Regions from separate parts of the Zea mays genome. Here all the other regions are linked to region 2. The links are chromatin contacts, called in public Hi-C maps. All regions are on one chromosome and are shown on one strand. The core of a region is the stretch at or near the end of the contact, and the rest is flanking DNA. Distances in the headings are between cores, read along the strand shown. Region 1 holds the start of LOC100382204 (putative cytochrome P450 superfamily protein). Region 2 has its middle 41 kb from the start of LOC103647611. Region 3 holds the start of LOC100304245 (Kinesin-like protein KIN-7G).

Region 1 (3,314 bases), core at 738-3,237, 210 kb before region 2:
TTGGATGAGTGGCAGTATGAACAGTTCTCGTGCCTAATATGGCTAAATCGTTCGGTACTCTATTACATGAACAATCTTCCACTGTGATAGCTGCTAGCCTGCTACCTTACATTCATCTCTTTATTCTGGCCCAAGACTATAAATGTGAAAAACCAAACTATCCAACTTAATCCAGGGAGAATGAACTCAAGTACTGCGGTCAACAAGAGACCGATTTCTTTCTGCAATTGAGTGTTCTTGTGCGTTTTTTTTTGGGTAAGGTAATCTGTGTTCTTGAATTTTGTTTGATCCACAACTTCTCAATAGATAAACCTCGGTACTCAGGGAGGCAGATCAAATTCCTTGTGCTACTGCAGTAATGTCTGAACGAGCGTCCTGCGCTTGGGGACTAGGACGAGCGGAATCCGCCGCGGCGTCGTCAGCCCCGGCGCCTCGCCCATGTCGAGGTCCTCCAGGCGCATGCCGGCGGGGAGCTCCCATTCGAAGTGGTGCAGGAGGCTGACGAGCGCGAGCTCCAAGACTGGCAGCGCGAAGTTGATGCCGGGGCAGATCCTCCGGCCGGCGCCGAACGGGATGAACTGGTAGTCGGTCCCTCTGAAGTCCACCGAGGGACTGCCGCCCACGAACCGCTCTGGGCGGAACTCGTCCGGTGCGTCCCACACAGCAGGGTCCCGCCCGATGGCCCACACGTTGACGAAGAGCGCCGTCTTGGCCGGAATCTCGTAGCCCTGCACAACCGCGGGCGTTGTTGATTCGTGCGGGACGAGGAGCGGCGCTGGTGGGTGGAGCCGAAGCACCTCTTTGAACACTGCCCTCAGGTACTCCATTTTGTTCAGGTCCGGTTCAGCGATGGTCGTCTGATCGGCGCTGACGACTCGCGCTATCTCGCCTTGGAGCTTGCTCATCACCCGCGGGTTGGCAATGAGTTCGGCCATGGTCCATTCCAGCGTTTGGGATGATGTTTCAGTTGCAGCAGCTATCATGTCCTGCAGACTCAAGAATCGAGTACGGATGAGATGAACAATATTGGATTATCGGCAGTAAACATTTCTTGATGAGATACTGGAAGAGCGTTTCTGCGAAGATAACCTCGATGGTAGCTTTGATGCGATCGTCTGTGAGCTCGAGCCCATCTGCGCCTTCTTCCCGCAGCCGGAGCAAGACATCCAAGAAGTCCTCAGCCTCCTCCCCTGCGTCGCCACACCCCTTTTCCTTGTGTGCGGCCACTATATCGGACAGGAACTTGTCCCACGCCTCGGCCATGTCTTCGATCTTCTTATCGAGGCCCGTCGCCCATCTCACAAACCTCGCCGGTGCGTCCGGCAGCACGTCTTCGGGTTGGAAGCCCGCCATCAGCGCTGCGGAGTTCCCCATCAGCTGTTTCAGCTTCTCTGCTGTTGCCCCAGCGGCACCGGTGGCCGCGCGGGTGACCACCGCGTTGGTGTAGCCGTACAGGAGCTCCCTCATCTCCACGGCCTCCCCAGCCTCCGCGGTGCGGCGTGTCCGTGCGACGAGCGCGGCTACCTCGGCAACCCGTACGGGCGCGAAAGATTCCACGCGCCGCGGAGAGAGGAGGTGGACCACCGCGATCTTCTTGCCCCGGCGCCAGTTCTCGCCGTAAGGCGCGAACGACACGTTGCTGCACCCATACATCAGCTTATCCCCTCCCACGCTGCGTGGGCGGGAGGCGAAGGCGAGGTCGTGGTTCTTGAACAGATCCGCGGCCACGGCCGCAGTGGACACGACCAAGGTCGGCCTACGCCCGAGTTGCAGGAAGAGGAGACCGCCGCCGCCGCCATAGCGAAGCTGCAGCTCTAGCAAGGATCGGTGCGCGAGGCGGCCGATGAGGTGAAGGTGGCCGATCAGTGGTAGCGACGGCGGAGACGGCGGGAGCTTGCTGCTCCTGCGGTTGTTGATAACGTAGAGGAAGACAATAAGCGCGCCGGCGGCGAGCAGGTAAAGAGGCATTGTTTGTTTTCTGCTCTCGTGAGTGGTGACCAGTCTATTGCTGCGGGGAAAAGACTGGATTTTGTTCGGCTTTGGGCTAGAGATGAAAAACGGTCAGTAAATAAAAAAACTATTTATGTTTATATATTTTTATTGAAAATAAAACAAAAACAGTAACTCTAGAGACAAAAAATGGTATCAGTATTTTGAAAATATCGAAAAGGGAGGTTTGGTACGGAAAATATAACTATAACAATCGAAATCTAAAATTCAATCGATATTTATCAACATAAAGTTATCTCAATATAACAAAGTTGACAAAGATCATAAGTTCAGTATTCACAATATAACAAATTCATAATTCATACTATTTTTTCAAGTTCACAATATTACAAATTAATGAATATCATAAGTTCATAGACTTGAAGTTCAAAAGTTAGCAAGTTCATAATATAACAAGCTCCCAATTCACCATAGTAGGATCAATGCGAGTACGAAATGGATAAAGTACGATTATATTTTTAAAATTTATAGGTTATATATCTTTACAATATAAAATCTATTGTACAACACAAGTGCACCTACGTCTTTTACCCAAGCAGAGTAGCAGACCATGGCTCGAATCCCTTCCACCTCTTATTTTAACGATTTTTACAAACACGGCAGGCGATCCACCCTATTGGGCTTCATGGGCCTATTTTGTTTTCGGTAAATTCAAAGAATTTTTTATGGTAAATTTTGATGATGAAAAGAGCGCCACATGTTCTCTAACTTGAACTCAATTTTATTAAGCTTGTTGTGGAAGCTCTTCATGACGAGAGAGGATGAGGATCCTAAGTCCCTGGTGGTAATTGAGGCAAGTGCCAATGTCAGTCTTGGAGGTGAAAACCCGTAAAGTGTTCTTCTCTCATATGAAGCCCTAGACTCCTCTCGTATGTAGTTAGGATTTTGTCTCTTTTGGTTGTTGCGCCATCATCGTAGTCTCTCCATCTATTGCATCTGGAGAGGAGGGAGACGATTGCTCCTAACTTCCACAATGGTCGTCTTCCATCAAAGTCAAGCAGTGCTATGTCTCGGCGCATTCATCATCATCTACTTTGAGCTCTTCCTCAGTCACTTATTAATGACTTTGTACCATTAGCAGCAACAACATCTTCACCACCAAGGTATATAATATAGTCACGAAAGCTTAAAGGACAGTACAGATCTAAGCTCTCATTTAACGTTGTCAATATTTTTTATTAAGATATCAAGAAGCATGAAAGTTTTCCCTATCCTCCTTGGAACGCATCACAAGGATGCCTATGCAAGAGCCTAACTCTCATTCGGTGAACTCTATGGATGGTCTCAAGCTTTTCCCATGTGCA
Region 2 (3,286 bases), core at 563-3,062:
TAGATAATCTCTTGTAAGTGTTTAGTGATCTCAAAATGTCCCTCCACCAAAAGGATCCTATTTTTTTCTCGGATGACACTGTTTCTCCTGTATAATGATTCTCCCATACTATTTTAATCCAAGGAATATCTAGTCTGTTGAGCATTTTATGCAGATTCTACATGAACAGAGCTTTGTTTTGTGTAGTGACATTTATAATCCCTAAGCCGCCCTGTGCTTTCGGTTTGCAAGTTGTCCCTCACGCTGCTTGAGGAGGCTTCTTTGCGTTGATATCTGATCCCCGCCATAAGCAATGTCTTCGGTATCTGTCTATTTGTTTGACTATTGTTTTTGGTAATCTAAGAGTACACATGATGTATGTTCGAAGTGACGAGAAAAATGAGTTAACCATTTGCAACCGACCAGCTTGCGACAGAAACTGAGATGTTGATGACATCCTCCTCTCAATTTTTTGTATCATTGGGAGTAAAGCATCTATTTTTGGTTTTGTTAGCCCCATAGGTAGACCCAGATAAGTAAAAGGCAGTGTTCCAATCTGACATTGAAAGGTTTTTGCAAGGAGCTCCATTTTCGCAGCATGCACGCTAATGGGGTATATGTTAGATTTCTGAGAGTAGGCTCTCAAGCCTATGGAGTCTACAACGGGATTCAATATTTCTTTCAAGAAAAAAAGTTGTCTAGGACAGGCTTCTAGAACCATTATAGTGTCGTCTGCATATTGGATAATTAGGAAATCCTGTCCACATCTTTGCTGGAGAGGGAGGTGAAGGAGGCCCAAGTCCTTTGCTTTATTAACTATGGATTAAAGCAGGTCTGTTGCCAGGACAAATAGGAGAGGCGACAACGGGTCACCTTGCCTAACCCCTCGCTTGCATTGAAATTGCTTGCGAGGAACTCCATTGAGAAGAACAACCGATGTTCATGAATCCATGATCATCTTGACCCAATTTCTCTATTTGGTACCGAAGCCTTTGTGAAGATGCACTTGAGAGATAGCCTCATGTTCTATTGTGTCAAAAGCCTTTTCGGAGTCTAGCTTCAGGATCACCATTTCTTTTTTTTTTGTGTGTGTGCTTGCACAGTATTCAAATGACCATACCAAGCGGTCCTGAATTGTCCTTTCCTTGATGAAGCCATATTGGTTTTTGTGAATGACACGGGTGATAACTTTTTGTAGTCTGTTGGCCAGTAGCTTGGTTAGTACTTTGAAGCTAGAGTTCAGCAGAGATATTGGCATGTAATCATTTACAGTCAAAGGTGTATCTTTTTGGGGATCAGTGTTATGAAGGATCCATTTATGCTCTAAGTACAGATGACTTCTTCATGAAAGCTCTTACAAAGATCGAAGAAATCTGGAGCTATTACTTGCCAATATTTGTTAATAAAATCCGTGCTGGATCCATCCGGACCCCGGTGATTTGTTAAGGGGGAGGTCTTTAATGATGACTGTGGTTTCCTCTTCTAAAAAGGGTTCCTCCAGAGACACTAGTCCCTCATGGGACTGCAGAAGCGTGTGTAGATCAAAGGCCGTCCAGGTGCGCATAGTGGACCCTAACCTTTCTTTGTCGGCTTCAAATAACACCAAGGTTGTTTCCTCATGACCATTACTTATTCAACAAAGCCAGAGTGAAAAAGTCCCATCGATATCTCTTTCTGGCATCTGTAGTTGATTCAGGCTCTCGGTCTTATCTGCTTGTCCATCTCATATATTTTTGTCTCCACTCAGCGTGGGGCAACGATGTGGGGCTTGGTCGGTTGGTCCGGTGGTGCGCTCGTCAGTGGTCACGGTGCGGCAAGGAGCGGAGCAGTGTTCGTCGGCGTGCAATGGAGATAGAGGCTTCCTCACTCGATCCGATAGGGATCGGCGAGAAGCCACGGTTCATACAAGGGCCGAGGGCCCGAGGCGAGGCGACGAAGACGTCTTCACAAAAAATATAAAATAATCTACGTGGCAGTATATGGACGTTGTGCTAAAGTCAAAGTGACGAAATGTCATCCAGGCCTGGTTGGGGGTTGCGAAACAACCAAAGCAAGCTGTTTGTCGATTGCTATCGGTGGCTACTTCATCCATTGGAAATTCGACCGATCAGAGATGTCGTTTAGTGGGGGCGGCATATGCAGATTTTTTTTACGTGCACGACTGTTCTGCGCTATGGTCTGATGTCTCCGGTTGTTAACATGATTAGGGGGTGATTTTACGCTATAAGGGCCAGTTTGGGAACCATATTTTTCCAAGGGATTTCCATTTTCCTAACGGGGCGTTTGGATCGCTTTATTTTAGAGGAATTAGAATTCACTCAATAAAATAACTTATTTAGTTTGAAATTTGACATTCCACCATTTTTCAAAGTTCAGATATTAGTCTATCTCAAATTAATGGGGTGGGGGATGGGAAATGATTTTATACAGTAGTAGAATTTGTTTCTACTCTGTAACTTATGTGACATTCTTCGTTTCACTCCTCTATACTAAAAATATAGCACATAAATATCTCCAACATCTTTCTAATAATAATATACAAATATATTTTATATAAAACTGAATTAGCTTAAATGATATATGCCTAAATTATTATTATTAGAATGGAATTCAATTCCAATGATCCAAACGGGGCGTAAGAGAAATTAGTTCATTTTCCCATGAAAAATAGAAATCCAATGGGAAAATATAGTTTCCAAACTAGGGAACTATATTTTCCCAAGGTATTCCTATTTTCTCAAAGAAAAATGAACTAATTTCCCTTGGGAAAATGAAAATCTCGTGGGAAAACGGAGTTCCCAAACTAGCCCTAAAATTTCAATATCGAATTAGATTAAGATCGGACTTTATTTCTATTCATTTTTAACTAGGCCCTAACTTATTGTAAAGAAATATTAGATCATGGTCTATTACTACCCCTAACCGTGATGTTGATGTTGTGGCAACGATTGCGACTGCTTCTTGTTTTTTCTTTCAGATCCAAGCATCGCGTAGCAGCCGATGATCTTCTTCTTCGAGGCTCTGAAATCGTCAGCACTCTGCAACTGTCCCTAGCAATTTCAGAGAACTTTGATAGCCAAAATATGAGTACATTAAGTTAGGAACGTTCTGCCGCTAACCCACAAGCAATTACAACATTTAGCCAACAAATTTCCGTAGATACCACCATCAGGGCGAGTTTGGTGGCAAGGGAATTGAGGGGGATTAGAGGGACCAAAATAGCCCTAAGGGAACACCGAGGAGAGAGCAAGAACTTCGACAGACAATAGTTGTCAGGTAAACACTGAGCAAGAACTTCAAGAGACAA
Region 3 (2,999 bases), core at 399-2,898, 130 kb after region 2:
AGGTATGTTTGGTTTCTCTGACTAAAATTTAGTCTGTTTTACGTCAAATTGTTTGGACGCCAATTGCAAATATTAATTGTACATGTGAAGACTAAACGGTGAGAAATTTAATAAACCTAAGTAATCTATAACTAATAAATGTTTACTGTAGCATCACATGGTGAATCATGGACTAACTAGCATTATTAGATTTGTCTTATCATTTAGTCCTCATCTATGTAATTAATTTTGTAATTAGACTATATTCAATACTTTTAACTATCATCTAAACATCCAATGTAGGGGTCTCCTTAGCCATCTAAACTGCGAAAGGGTCTCTAGTTGAGTTGATTAGGTGTTATGAGTAGCACTCCTTAGGTTCTGAATTCGAATCCTAGTAGAGATGAATTTTAGACAGAGATTAAAAAAAAGGCAACTTGCTAGTTCTCCTGGTTGTGAGTCAAGAGATAGACTGACCTATAAACTGGTGGATCCTCGTGTAGGAGCTGAGAGTGCTCAAAGCACGAGTAAAATTTGCCTATAGAAACTTTCGTGACCTTATTTGGTCGAGGTTATGATTGAGCTTCTTATTAATATAACAAGGTGGGGTAGCCTTTTCCTACCACCCGACTTTTTTTATCTTGTGGCACTACTTGAGCGGCTTACATCTTGCATTCATTTATTGTATGTTGTAGCACTAGTGAATTCCAATAGCAGTGGGTACACTAAAGCAATTTCATGAGTTCGTTAATCTCATCTTGGTTCCACCCAAACAATAAAATCGTAACACTGACAATAAAACAAATTGACTCGAAGAAGGAGATGAACACAGAAGAGCCAATCTAATTTTCTTTCTTAGATTGACAAGAAAGAAACCATAAATTTAGATAGGAAGGACTCTCTCGTGCAGCCGCCCGCCGGGCATGTCGATGTTATTAAGTTGCTCTCCACCTTGAGCACAAAGAAGTGATCGTTCCAGCTGACGATGATGTACGTGTCAGCACGACCTGGCTCGCGTTCGTCGTGTCGCTGATCTCGCGCCAGATGTATGCCAAAAAAATGACATGGTACCGGACAAGGACGTGAAGCGCGCTCTCCGGCTCGAAGAAGCCGACGAAGCTAGGCCTTGACGCCTTGTAGTGATGCACTGTGATGGGCAATGTCTGGGACGCGAGGATGGTCCAGGTCGAAGCGTCGGTCCAGGAACTGCGCCTTGTCGTCGCGGAGCTTCCTCCACTTCGACGAGCCATCCCGAATGAGCGCGTGCGCGCGTCCAGCTCCGGCCGGGTGGAAATCGTCGCGCGGGGCCGAGGGCGAGGCCAGACCGGCGATCCACGATGCGGGGCCGGGGCCGGGACCGGGGCCACGCGATTGGACAGACGAAGCAGAGAGAGCAGCGACAAAGAGACATCGCGGTGCAGGAAACCTCGATCATGGCATCAACCTGGACGTCAGTCACTTTAGGGCCAAAATAGCGTCCATGCTAGTTCCCTAATAAAAAAATTTCGGACTGGTTATATTTAGCAACTGCCTCTGCTCTTGCTGCCGCTTCCGCAGGAGGTCATCGCCATGCGCTCAACCACCGCCATCGCCGCTCACACGCAGGTCCACCGTGAACGTCGTAGACTACGATAATTGATTGGCGTCCACCTAAGATAGTATAAAATTAAAAAAAAAGAAGAAAACAGCATGCCTCCCCTACGATTTTCCTTTTTTTACTTTTTTGTTTTCTAGCCAAGGAACCACCCGTCATCTTTTCTTGTCCCGCTCGGCCAGCTCCATTCCTTCTCCTCCTCCTCTTTCCTTGCGCGAAGGAGAGGAGGAGGAAGCGCTTCGCCTGTATTATCCTATAGCTTTCACCAAGCCCACGAACCACCGTCGTCGTCTTGCCGGAGGTAACGACGATCGACCTCTGTTTGTCTTGGATGCTGCATTGGTTTCACTTGCTACGCATGGAGCACGGAGCGTGTCGTTGACTGCTGGTGGTGACGCGCCCCTTTCTGCCTCGTATCCCACCGCGACCTCTGCGCGGGGAGGCCGGTCGCCGCCCGCGCGGCCAGCATCGACCGCACTCTTTTTCTGGGTCATTGCTTGCTAGCAGGCCTCTACTTGTGCCAGGCGCTGTTGCTATCTCACGCTGCATTCTGCACCCGATACGCATGGACACGATGTTGTTTTGGTTGTGCGTGCGTGATGCGTGTGAGCGTCCAGTAATGGGTTAGATTGCATGCTTGTTTGTTTTCGTGCTGGATCGACAGCAAGCAAGCGCGGAGTAGAGCAAATGGCTAGCGAGGAGCGGATCTTGGTGTCGGTGCGACTGCGGCCGGTGAACGCACGAGAGGCGGAGCGCGGTGATGGCTCCGACTGGGAGTGCACGAGCACGACCACCCTCATGTTCCGCGGCAACATCCCTGAGCGCGCCATGTTCCCCGCCTCCTACACCTACGGTGGGTGATAATGCATGCATCCTTCTCGCTCTGCTACATCGCTCGCGTTTCAAAAGATAAAAAATTCATGTTGCTCTCCTTGTCCTCCGCGCTTTTTCAGACAGGGTGTTCAACCCGAAGTGCAGCACGCGCCAGGTGTACGAGGAAGGGGCTAAGCAGGTGGCCCTGTCGGTGCTCAGCGGCATCAATTGTACCTACGCTTCTTCTTCAGAAGCAACACCGATTACATATTTCACGGCACTGAGATGCAACTGTTCTCTTACACAAATTTTCTTCTCTGTCTGAAACCTCTTCATGGCAGCAAGCATATTTGCGTACGGTCAGACGAGCAGCGGGAAGACGTACACGATGGTCGGCATCACGGAGCGCAGCATGTCAGACATCTACGACTACATTGACAAGGTCGACTGATGGCTGCTGCACAACTATCGGTTCATTTGATTTTGTCTGAATCAAATCACGTGTCACTTTTTTCTATTTTGTTGTGATTTCTCGCTCGACTCCAACGTTCTCTTCTGGTCTCCTGCAGCATCCCGAGAGGGAATTCGTCCTGAAATTTTCGGCGATGGAGAT

Evidence for each region. Hi-C and Micro-C count contacts between places; a contact is called where the count stands out from the background.
Region 1: a contact with region 2 is called in a Hi-C map of leaf, with 5 times the contacts expected there. The contact joins the promoter of LOC100382204 here to the enhancer-like site in region 2. A contact is called at or near these places in 4 of 25 Hi-C or Micro-C datasets (bundle sheath, ear and leaf).
Region 3: a Hi-C map of leaf shows a contact between it and region 2, with 4 times the contacts expected there. The contact joins the promoter of LOC100304245 here to the enhancer-like site in region 2. A contact is called at or near these places in 2 of 25 Hi-C or Micro-C datasets (ear and leaf).

The regions. Positions count from the first base shown.
Region 1 is chr2:201,848,710-201,852,023 of Zm-B73-REFERENCE-NAM-5.0, reverse strand. It overlaps LOC100382204 (putative cytochrome P450 superfamily protein), which reads right to left and starts at 1,987. Exons shown (of 2, transcript NM_001174963.1): 1 at 1,090-1,987; 2 at 4-986. The coding sequence starts at 1,968. The coding sequence ends at 348.
Region 2 is chr2:201,642,682-201,645,967 of Zm-B73-REFERENCE-NAM-5.0, reverse strand. No RefSeq gene overlaps it. Among protein-coding and RNA genes, the nearest start is that of LOC103647611, 41 kb to the left of the region's middle. Within about 2 kb of position 1,812, at least 15 of the 20 cell types and tissues checked have an H3K27ac peak or open chromatin away from gene starts, as enhancers often do. A contact at or near this core is called in bundle sheath, ear and leaf, where this site is marked.
Region 3 is chr2:201,513,148-201,516,146 of Zm-B73-REFERENCE-NAM-5.0, reverse strand. LOC100304245 (Kinesin-like protein KIN-7G) reads left to right here and starts at 1,648. Exons shown (of 14, transcript NM_001165690.2): 1 at 1,648-1,874; 2 at 2,238-2,426; 3 at 2,527-2,616; 4 at 2,728-2,828; 5 at 2,956-2,999. The coding sequence starts at 2,261.